2 separate regions of the Ovis aries genome follow, and region 1 is linked to region 2. The links are chromatin contacts, called in public Hi-C maps. All regions are on one chromosome and are shown on one strand. Each heading gives the region's core, a stretch centred on a gene start, on an enhancer-like site or on the middle of the called end of the contact. The rest is flanking DNA. Distances are from core to core; before and after follow the strand shown. Region 1 holds the start of TNFSF4 (TNF superfamily member 4). Region 2 overlaps LOC132657509 (a long non-coding RNA gene).

Evidence for each region. Hi-C and Micro-C count contacts between places; a contact is called where the count stands out from the background.
Region 1: a Hi-C map of skin fibroblasts shows a contact between it and region 2, with 4 times the contacts expected there. The contact joins the promoter of TNFSF4 here to the enhancer-like site in region 2. A contact is called at or near these places in 6 of 16 Hi-C or Micro-C datasets (liver, muscle, omental adipose tissue and 2 more).

What each region holds. Positions count from the first base shown.
Region 1 is chr12:40,105,826-40,111,215 of ARS-UI_Ramb_v3.0, forward strand. It overlaps TNFSF4 (TNF superfamily member 4), which reads right to left and starts at 2,513. Exons shown (of 3, transcript XM_004013707.6): 1 at 2,181-2,513. The coding sequence starts at 2,330.
Region 2 is chr12:39,589,447-39,594,877 of ARS-UI_Ramb_v3.0, forward strand. The region is part of intron 2 of LOC132657509 (a long non-coding RNA gene); the gene reads left to right. Among named protein-coding and RNA genes, the nearest start is that of FASLG, 160 kb to the left of the region's middle. Within about 2 kb of position 3,320, at least 8 of the 54 cell types and tissues checked have an H3K27ac peak or open chromatin away from gene starts, as enhancers often do.

The DNA of each region.
Region 1 (5,390 bases), core at 1,263-3,762, 520 kb after region 2:
AAAGTAGAGCTTTGATAGGCATCCCCACCTACCTATCCTTCAACCAAAATCCCAAACAATCTTACCCATAAATTTAGAAAAGCTCTTAGTCTATGTTCATTCTTCAGCAGTTACTTTATACTCTTTTCTCTCAGTCTCTCTCCTCTACACACTGCTGCCACCATGACTGATCAAGTTCTGGGAAAACACACACACAACCTCTCTAAGCTATCCTTTCCCTTAACAAAGTGTATGAGATTACAATTAAGGACACATCGTGCTGTCTTGGGTCCCATTAATAGCGTAAGAAATTGTGTTAGCTAAAACAGTCTAGTGAGAAATAAGAAAATAATTAATGTCAAATGAACAATTTCAAATATCTGAGCCACAGATAATTTTGTATCTAGAGTATATAAGAACACATTTTTTTGAGCAAACAGCTCTAACGTACCTCTTCCATCTTTGCTTTCATTTCTGTGCCAGGACCAGAGAAAGCTAATTCTCTCCCAAAGATCAGCTCACCGTGAATTCTAGTATCCTGGAGGCGAGCATTCAGCTGCCCTTCCACGTTCTAGCACAGAACTGCTGGCTGACTTGCTAGAAAGAATCTCTCTCCTCTGCCTCCCCTGGGTATTGATATTCCAGGGTGGCCCCTGCCACCAGCTAGCTACACATCTGTATCTGTTTCATATTTTGCTCTCTCCCATCCTCTGAGCCCTAGTGCAATTAACTGTTGAGGCTTGACTGGGGCCATCTGTTCTGTTTTGTTTTGTTTCTTAATCATCCCACAGTGCAAGGAAATATGTAACACTGCGGTTGTTTCAAAAAGCAGTCTCAGGGCTCCCGGACCTGGTGAATAAACTCAGCTGTTCTATTTTGGGTTACTCTCTTTGTTTTCTTCTCGGAAGAGCCTAATTCCGGTCTTTGTCTTGGGCATCCTGCCATGGACACTTTGCTCCTCCCCCGACACCCTCTCCCCAAAATCACCTACTCTAATTTCACCCAAAGGGTTCTGCGCAGAGAAGGAAATGTGTGGCGTGATAAAGACAGTATGGGTGTGCTGGGGTGCTCACTGGTCTGCAGACTTGAGCATGACACTAGTACCCTTTGGGAATTTGGAGACACGAGCACCCTCTGCGGGACAGTGATCACAACCGCACCCTCATTAGACTGCAGGCACCGAAACCCGTTTCCTGTAGACAGAGACATGCCCAGGCATCCTCTAGAACTCTGCTCATCTTATCCTGATCTAATTTGAGGTACCCAGTCTGTGACCTGGCCATCAGAAATGAAAGTTCTCATTGTCTGACCTTTACCAGTGATTTTTCTAACCAAGAGCAACCACCAGGCAAACAGGAATTATCAGACTAGCCCCAACAAGGGAACACGGGGCAGTGGAATCTCCTGCAGTCAACAACATCCTTAAAGAGCTAAATAATGTTTCTATATATGAGCAACTATGAAAAAAATAATAATTTAAACAGGACCAGAATAAAGAGATGGAAAAATGGAAAGAATTTCTTCATTGGGGGGGATACTAAAATGATGATCTTCCACTACATAATGTATTGGACAAAGTGATGTCAGCAAGTTGTGATTGGTAGAGAAAGACCGTGAAAAACAATGTCTGATCAAGTTGTTGGGATAAACGTTCAGCCATGTGCACATACAGACATGAACACATATATCTCTGTTCTTAAATATATATAGGTTAGCTATTTAAAAGAACTTAATATTGATACCTTCAGCATTCTTCAGAAAGCATATCTCCTTGAGTCCATGGGGTTTATGAATACAATGAGAAAGTATAATAATGTAAAAAGGAAATAATAAAGTTTTTATTTCCTTTTTACATTGATTCCCTGATCAGTTGCTTACTAGCAGAACAGATAAACCAAGTAGGTATGTCAGGGACTCAAAGCTTCAAAGTGACAGTTCACAAAAGAACACCAGGATTTTTGTGTTGTAAAGAAAAAGATTAATCCAGAAGCAGTGCCCCTGCCCTATCTCCACTGTGCCTCACCACGGCCACTGCTGAAAAAAAGGAAGGAAAAGAGAGACACGAGGGTGCTTGACCACATTTTACAATCGCTGAGCAGAAAAGGGAAAACAATTTTGGTGTCAGACTATTTCCAAGTGACCATTTGGAGCTGCCATCAGCCTGAGCTGGAGGAAAGGACATGTTGGTTGGTGTATCTTACCTGAGCATAGAAGTGCAGACAGATGTAGGTGAGACACAGGAGAAGCCCCAGCCCCTGAATTATGGAGGCCACCAGCAATAGCTTGTTCCTCAAGAATCTCCGGCCTGGTGCATTTCCCACATTCTCATCCAGGGGCTGGACCCCTTCCATCTTCACAATCTGGATGCAGGGACGATGAAAACTGTGACAGGGGGAAACCTGAGAGAGAACTGACTTCTTCCCCAAAAAGAAGGAGATGAAGCCAACACAAGGTGTATCAATTAGAAGATACACAGAGGTCCCAGGACCAGAGATAAGAGGCGATTGAAAGAGCAGAGAGGACTCTCTCAGTTTTAATGCTTCAGCTTTTGCAGGCAGGCGGGGGAACTTCTTTGTGACTAATCTGAATTTCCCCTTTACTTTCTTTCTTTTTTTTTCTCTGGGCTAACAGGGAGTTGTTTTTGTGGCATTCCAGTTCTGATTTGAGTGACTGTGAAAAGACAGTCATAAAAGTGTGCTATTTTCTTAATTTCTCATTGCACCAGTAACCAAATTGTGGGTCACTTGATAAAGATAAAAATCATCATCCGTTGATCTAGAAGCTCACCTATCTCTTCCCCAAGCTATCTTAAATCATAGAAGAAATTTGAGGAAAATGCTAGCTTAAGTTCTTGCCTGAACTTCATTGGGTAACTAAGCATAGAATCCATTCTACAGATTCAGGAAAAAAAGGCACACAAAGACCATCCTTGAAGTGAAAAAAAGAAAAAAAGATGACGCTAGGATGGCAAATTATGCAGAATAAGGGAGTGCAATCCTCTAGTTTTAGTCCAAGGTATTATAATAAATAAACTAGTATATACTGAGCATATACAATGTGTCAGGCACTGTGCTAAACAGTCTTACTATCTTTTTCTCATTTAATCTTTGAGGCAAATTCAGTAAATACTTATATGACTAATTTTAAGCATAGCAGGAAAGAAGCAGAAGACTATCCTGACTTTTTCCCCTCTTCTCTACTTTACATTTTCTCCATACATAAATTTTTGCATGAATGAAAAAATGAATAGCTTCAAATAAGCTTTGAAGGTTGTATATTTCTTTGAGGTCAGGGGTAGACTTAGAATTTGGAAAGTAAGAGTATCCTACCAGTAAGCATTACTTACCCTTTACCACTGAAAAGAATGATAAAATGAAATAAATGATGAAATTATTGATAATGGCAAGTTCAAATTAATAAATATTTACTGAGTACACAGTAAGTGCTATGCTATCCTGGACAGCACAGGTGCTTTGGAAGGGGCTGTTTAATACAGCAACTCTTCCATGGGCCAGCATGTCTCTCTGAGCCCCCCAACAGCCGCTCAACAGATATTTAAAGAAGGGAAGGGGGAGGAATTTTTTAATATCAAAAAAATAAATGAGCTGTCATATACAACCTATTTTTATAGAAAATTGGTATGAGGCACACTCAAAAGGGAAACAGCTTATAGGAAATGGAAAGTACATTTATTAATACAATAACAGTTTGAATCAATTAGTATATGAATTGATGCCCTCATTATAATCATCTTACTTTGCATTTGCAGAACATACTGGTCTTTAAGTTTTTGTCTGAAATATACAGTGACTGTGACGCTACACTACATACTCCAAGCCAAAACTGGAAGTCAGGTTCCATCTAAACTTAATTCTAAACAGTTATTCCTATGAGAGTCTAATTCTTGAGTAATAGTTAATAGTTCTAAATAAATAAACATTAAAATCGGTAACTATTTCAAAAACTGACTAGAAGAGCCACAGCAACAACAACAAAAAAGCCTAATATAACTGTTGGAAACAATAGAGACCAGCTGAAAAATAAATAGTGAAAACTATTAAGGCTGAAAATAAAAAAACATTTTTAAATAAAAAAAAATAAACATTTACTGAGTTCACCCTTGTGGCCTAAGCAGCATGTTTTCTCATTGTTAATAGCTTGGCTTCTATGAAGCAAAATGGACAATTACTGATATACAAATTACTGTCTTTACAGACCAATGAGAACTCTGCAACAGAATGAATTTCCAGTTTGGTGATGTCCCAGGAAAGTTAAACCAACTATACCAACACTTGGGCCTGCACATCTGAGGCACACCTCCCATCTCCTACCTGCCATGTTTTACCTACTTATAATTTTTTATTGACACTTAAATGATGTTTTACAATTAACTGTTTCTTTTTAAACTGAATACATTCTCACAACTTTTTCACATTCTTTGTGGAAAGAGGAGAAACACACATGGAAAGATAAATAGCAACTGGGTTGGAGGTTCTGGGAGAGAACTTTTGACAAGATTATGAAAGCATTTCAAAAGTTCATCATTAGGCTCGTCTAAGCATTTGGAACAAATGAAGCCATCAATCAGAGATCAGTGCTGGACAGATGGACACAGTCCTCTATCTCCAAAGTTGACATGATTTTTGGAGGTCAAGTATGTCACCAAAATCACTGCAGATGGTGACTGCAGCCATGAAATTAAAAGACACTTACTGCTTGGAAGGAAAGTTATGACCAATCTAGATAGCATATTCAAAAGCAGAGGCATTACTTTGCCAACAAAGGTCCATCTAGTCAAGGCTATGGTTTTTCCAGTGGTCATGTATGGATGTGAGAATTGGACTGTGAAGAAAGCTGAGCACCAAAGAACTGATGCTTTTGAACTGTGGTGTTGGAGGAGACTCTTGAGCGTCCCATGGACTGCAAGGAGATCCAACCAGTCCATTCTAAAGGAGATCAGTCCTGGATGTTCTTTGGAAGGAATGAGGCTAAAGCTGAAACTCCAGTACTTTGGCCACTTCATACAAAGAGCTGACTCATTGGAAAAGACTCTGATGCTGGGAAGGATTGCAGGCAGGAGGAGAAGGGGATGACAGAGGATGAGATGGCTAGATGGCGTCACTGACTCGATGGACGTGAGTTTGAGTGAACTCCGGGAGTTAGCGATGGACAGGGAGGCCTGGCATGCTGCAATTCATGGAGTCGCAGAGAGTCGGACACGACTGAGCAACTGAACTGAACTGAACTGATGTCACCTGAATCTGTGTGCAATTTTTTTAAAGCATTTCACAAAGATCCAATACACAGACCCGCCAGAGCAAATCAGCCTTGCAATGGCAGCCTCAGATTTCATTCAAAGCAATTATCTTCTCACAGATCTTCAATCTCCAAATAAACAGCCACTTCAAGAC
Region 2 (5,431 bases), core at 2,070-4,569:
CCAGGTTGGTGCAGGTGGTAATTATTTTCCAAGTCGAGTGGGAAGCAGAAACTCCTCCTGACCACAATATTACCTGACTGTACCTCCCCGTCTAGGGGCCAAAGCCTGCAAGGGGGGCAAGTGGGACACATGTGGTTAACAGTCTTCCTCTTCTGCTCCTCCAACTTTCTTTTATTAAAAAATGAAGTGAGGATGACTTTTTCTCTTTTTCTTTTACCTCCTGAGTCATTTATTCCTTTTATCATTGAGCATCAAGCCTCCCCAGGGACTTGCCCATCATTGGTCCAGGGTTCTATCATTCCCACACTACAGGTGATCTATATAAAGGTTGGGTTAAGGGGCCTTATTTCCTCCATATGGACTCTATTCTGACTGTATGGACTCTGTAGCCTACCAGGTTCCTCTGTCTATGGGATTCTCTAGGCAAGAATACTGCAGTGGGTTGCCATGCCCTCCTCAGGAAAATAAAAATTGTCTCCTGAATAAATCTATTTGTATATCAGAAAATGAATATTTGCTCATTTTTCCCCTTTGCATTCCTTTTATAAAGTATTCTAGTATTTTCCCAGAGAAATGGACTCCTTGGACTGACCTAGCCAAAAAAGGGAAAAGAGAGAAGCAGGTAGTTTTTCCAAAATATTACACACTGCATATTTTTTCCAAAATATTACACACTGCACTTGTGATATAATTACATTACTGTAGGTTGAAAAGAATCAGAAAACCTGGGATTGGTTAAGCATTGAGTTCCTGAAAAGGTCTTGAGCTGTGGGAATCTGGTTCCTGGAACAGAGTTTGGGGCAGAGGCTGACCACATGAATATTAGCTTATGAGGTGAGACCATTTCTAAACATCTTTCATTGTAAAATTGAGGTGATTAAATGAGAACTTTGCAAAGCACTTATAAGAGCTTCATCTATTGTTCTCATCATTACGAATACATGCATGCATGCTTAGTCGCGTCAGTCATGTCTGACTCTTTGCGACAATATGGACTGTAGCCCACCTGGTTCATCTGTCCATGGGATTCTCTAGGCAAGAATACTGGAGGGGGTTGCCATGCCCTCCTCCAGGGGATCTTCCCAACCCAGGAATCAAACCCACATCTCTCATAATTGCAGGCAAATTCTTCACCCACTGAGCCACCTTGGAAACCATTACTAGCACTACTTCTATTAATACTACATTCAGCAGAAGTCTATTGTTTTGATTTGAAACATTTCAAATGTTGTAGTCTTGCTAACTTAGGGTGCTCCCTTTCCAAATGATATAGAATCAGTGGAAACATCTTTGGGAGATAAAAAGTTGCGGAGAGAAGCCAACACAGTAAGGAATTTCAGAAATAATTAATAATAACACACTGATGAACAAATGAGTGGTTTGGCTGGAGATGTTACCTTGGGCAAAGCTTGCCCAAACTTTGTCAACCTTGGTCTACTTTAGTTCTTTGACATTTGTTTAAAGTCTCCAAGTTGGTGAATATCTTGGTCAGGTGGACTTAAAGGGTGGAAAAACTTCTATAAATGTGAAAAAAAAATTTTAACTCTTAGCTAATTCCATGGAACAAATAAAATGACTAGCTTTTTTGTATATATAAATATATGTATTATATTAGTTTGAAGTATAATCAATTACAATGTTAGTTTCAAGTGTATAACACAGTGATTCATATATATATGTGTGTGTATGCATGTGTGTGTGTATATATTTACTTTTTCATACTATTTTCCCTTATAGGTTATTATAAAATATTTACTATTGTCCCCTGTGCTATGTTAAATTGACTAGTTTGATATGTTTAACTTAAAACATTTAGAAAACATTGAATGTGCCAAAATCTTAAAGGTTATTATTAGGCTATGGAATTTTTTTAATACTTTTCTTTCCCCTATGAAATCTCTAAGCTTTCTTTATGATAACTGTTACTCAGATCATCAGAAAAAATGATATATGGAAAAGCAAAATGATAACAGAACTGAGTTTTGTATCTTTTTAAAAAAGTGTATTTTTATTTATTTATAATGAAGAATGGAGGGTCTTCATTGCTGCAGGTGGACTCTTCTAGTTGCGGCAGGCAAATTCTTAGTTGCAGTGTGTGGGCTCTAGCTCCCTGACCAGAGATCAATCCCGGGCCCCCTGCACCATGCTGCTGCTGCTAAGTCGCTTCAGTCGTGTCCGACTCTGTGTGACCCCATAGACTGCAGCCCACCAGGCTCCCCCGTCCCTGGGATTCTCCAGGCAAGAACACTGGAGTGGGTTGCCATTTCCTTCTCCAATGCATGAAAGTGAAAAGTGAAAGTGAAGTCGCTCAGTCATGTCCGACCCTCAGCGACCCCATGGCCTGCAGTTTTCCAGGCTCCTCCGTCCATGGGATTTTCCAGGCAAGAGTGCTGGAGTGGGGTGCCATTGCCTCCTCTGCCATGAGCAGAATCTTAAAACTGGTCTACCAGGGAAGTCCCTGAGTTTTATATCTTAAGATAATTGAGCTTAAGGCTTGTTTCCTATTTCACCATTCCATTTCAGCACACATACATTTTAAAAATATAATTTGATATAGCTCAGTTTACATAAAATATCATACTAACCTCCTAGCAATATGATTGTTGCTAAAGATTAGTTTAGAAACAAAAGATCAGTGCAAGTTGCTGCATTTCATCAATGTGTCAAACTTAAAACAAGGGAATCTGATAAGAATGTTATTCTTGGGTTTAAATGAATACTTAAAGATTGTGTGTGTGTATATAAAACATATATTTGTGTATATGTGTGTGTATGCATGCGATCACATATGCACAAGATATAATATGCAAGTCAAAATAAAAAGAGATTTTGAAAAATGAAGCAAGTCTTTCTCTGTATGATAAGAAGAATGCTCCTGAGGTCTCCACCAGCTACAGAATTCTCTTTTTCTGTGACTAAAACCAGAACTATACAGCATCAGTATTCATTGGAAGGACTGATGCTGAAGCTGAAGCTCTAATACTTTGGCCACCTGATTGGAAGAACTGACTCATTAGAAAAGACCCTGATCTGGAAAAATACTGAAGGCAGGAGGAGAAGGGGACAACAGAGGATGGCATCACCGACTCGATGGGCATGAGTTTGAGCACGCTCCAGGAGTTGGTAATAGACAGGGAAGCCTGGTGTGCTGCAGTCCATGGGGTCGCAAAGAGTCAGACACGACTGAACGACTGAACTGAAGGTCTCCGCAAGCTGCAGATTTCTCTTTTTCCATGATTCAAACCAGGACTACCCGCCGGAGAAAGCTGAGAAAAACTCACAACTGGCCACATGGTGGTGCAGTGACTCCTCATAGAAATAGTGGTGCCTGGCTTCCAGAAAGCAAATCATTATACCCCAAAGTTAAGTTATTCCAGAAGGCGCCTGACCAGTTTGACAAGCATCAGGTTCCTGGCAGGAGCAGAAACTTCATCATCTTCCTGTACACAAAGATGTGGTTAGAATTCTGGCAAAGTCAGCACCGTTGCATGTGACTTTATTCTCTTCTGGTCTTGTGACTGAAAAAGATATTTGAATTGTCTATAGACTGTTTTATCTTGTTCTCCTTAAAGCAATGAATTAAACAATGACTAGCTTACCATCTGCCTCTATAATTATTTTTCCTTTAGCCTTAGTCAGCTGTCTCTTGGCCCTGCCTCCCAACTGCTGCTGCTGCTGCTAAGTCGCTTCAGTCGTGTCCAGCTCTGTGCGATCCCATAGCCGGCAGCCCACTAGGCTCCCCTGTCCCTGGGATTCTCCAGGCAAGAACACTGGAGTGGGTTGCCATTTCCCACCAGCTGTGTTCTAATTCTTCTCCTTTCCTTCTCAGCGAAGTTAACACTGCCGTGTCTGTACTTCATCTGCCCTTCAGCTCCTCTCAGTTCGGAGTGTACATTCGCTTTTGCAGGTCATCAGTGAACTTTACATTGCCATGCCAGAGGATGCTTCTGCAGTCCTTATCCATACCCCCCATCCTAAAACTTTCTGGCCGTTACTTCCTTGGCCCTAATTTGTCCTGGTAGCCCTCCCAATTCCTTGGTTATTCCTTTTTGGTCTTCATGAACTCTTTCTTTTGTGCATGTCCATTGACCATTAGTGTATCCCAGGGTTACAAAGCTGGAGGCTATTATATGGAGTGAAGTAAGTCAGAAAAAAAACCAAATACTGTTTATTAGCGCATATATATGGAATTTAGGAAGACGGTAACAATGATCCTACACGCAAGGCAGCAAGGGAGATGCGAATGTAGAGAACAGACTTTTGGACTCAGTGAGAGAAGGTGAGGGTGAGACAGTGTGAGAGAATACCACTGAAACATATAAAGTGCTGTCTGTAAAATGGATAACCAGTGCAAGTTTGATGCATGAAGCAGGGCACTCAAAGCCCGTGCTCTGGGACAACTCATAGGGATGGGGCGGTGGGAGTTGGGAGGGGGGTTCAGGATGCGGGGGGACACATGTAAACCTGTGGCTGACTCATGTTGATGTATGGCAAGAACCATCACAATATTGTAAAGTAATTATCCTCCTATTGAAATAAATTTTTATAAAATTAAAAATCTTTATTTCTGTCTGTGCACACTTTGCTTGGGCAACTCATTTTATCCATCAGTGGAATAGTGATCCATGCCAAATTTTTATCTTCAGCTTTGTCCCTCTCTACTCACCACCTTCAGGCCTTGCCATCAGCCCCCACCCTACCCTTTATGATGCTGTGTGGCTTCTTTATTGCTAATTTACTGGCACCACCATCTAGTTGCCCAAACCAGAGACTTAGGGAGTCATGTGAGATTTCTCATTTCCCTAAACCTTCTATGTCTAGACAATCAGCAACTTTAGCTCTTAAATGTTTTTCCAAATCTGTCTTTTTGGCCCTGTCCCTTGTATCAGTGATGTCGGGCAGGCCCTTCGCCTCTCTTTCTTGGTGCACTGTAAGATGTAGTCAGTCTCCTTTCTTCTGTCTTGCTTCCCTTCAATTTAGCCTCTACAATGTAGAGAGAATACTCTACAAAACCACATCATTTAACCTCCTTCTTTAAACAGTTTTAGTGGCTTCTCATCATTTACAGATCAGAGTGCAAAGCTCTTACTATAGTTTACATAGCCCTACAGGCCTGGCTTACTCCCTCTGGTTGATTCCTGAATTATCTCCCATCAGTTCTTGTTCTCAACATCACAACTTAATAATACTGCCTCTAGTTCCTCACTCCTTCCCCATTGTCTGTGTCTCTGGATTTACTTATTTTGTTCCCTTTGTCTCAAACTCTCCTCCCATTTTACTTTGTCTTAATAGTTCTTACTCATCTTGTAACATTCTTGTCACATGATATCTCTCTGGGATATTTTCCTGGAAACCCTAGTTGGACTAAATGCCCCCTTTCTCACTCTCATAGCACTGTGTTTACCTACAAACTAGAACTTCCCAGGTTTTA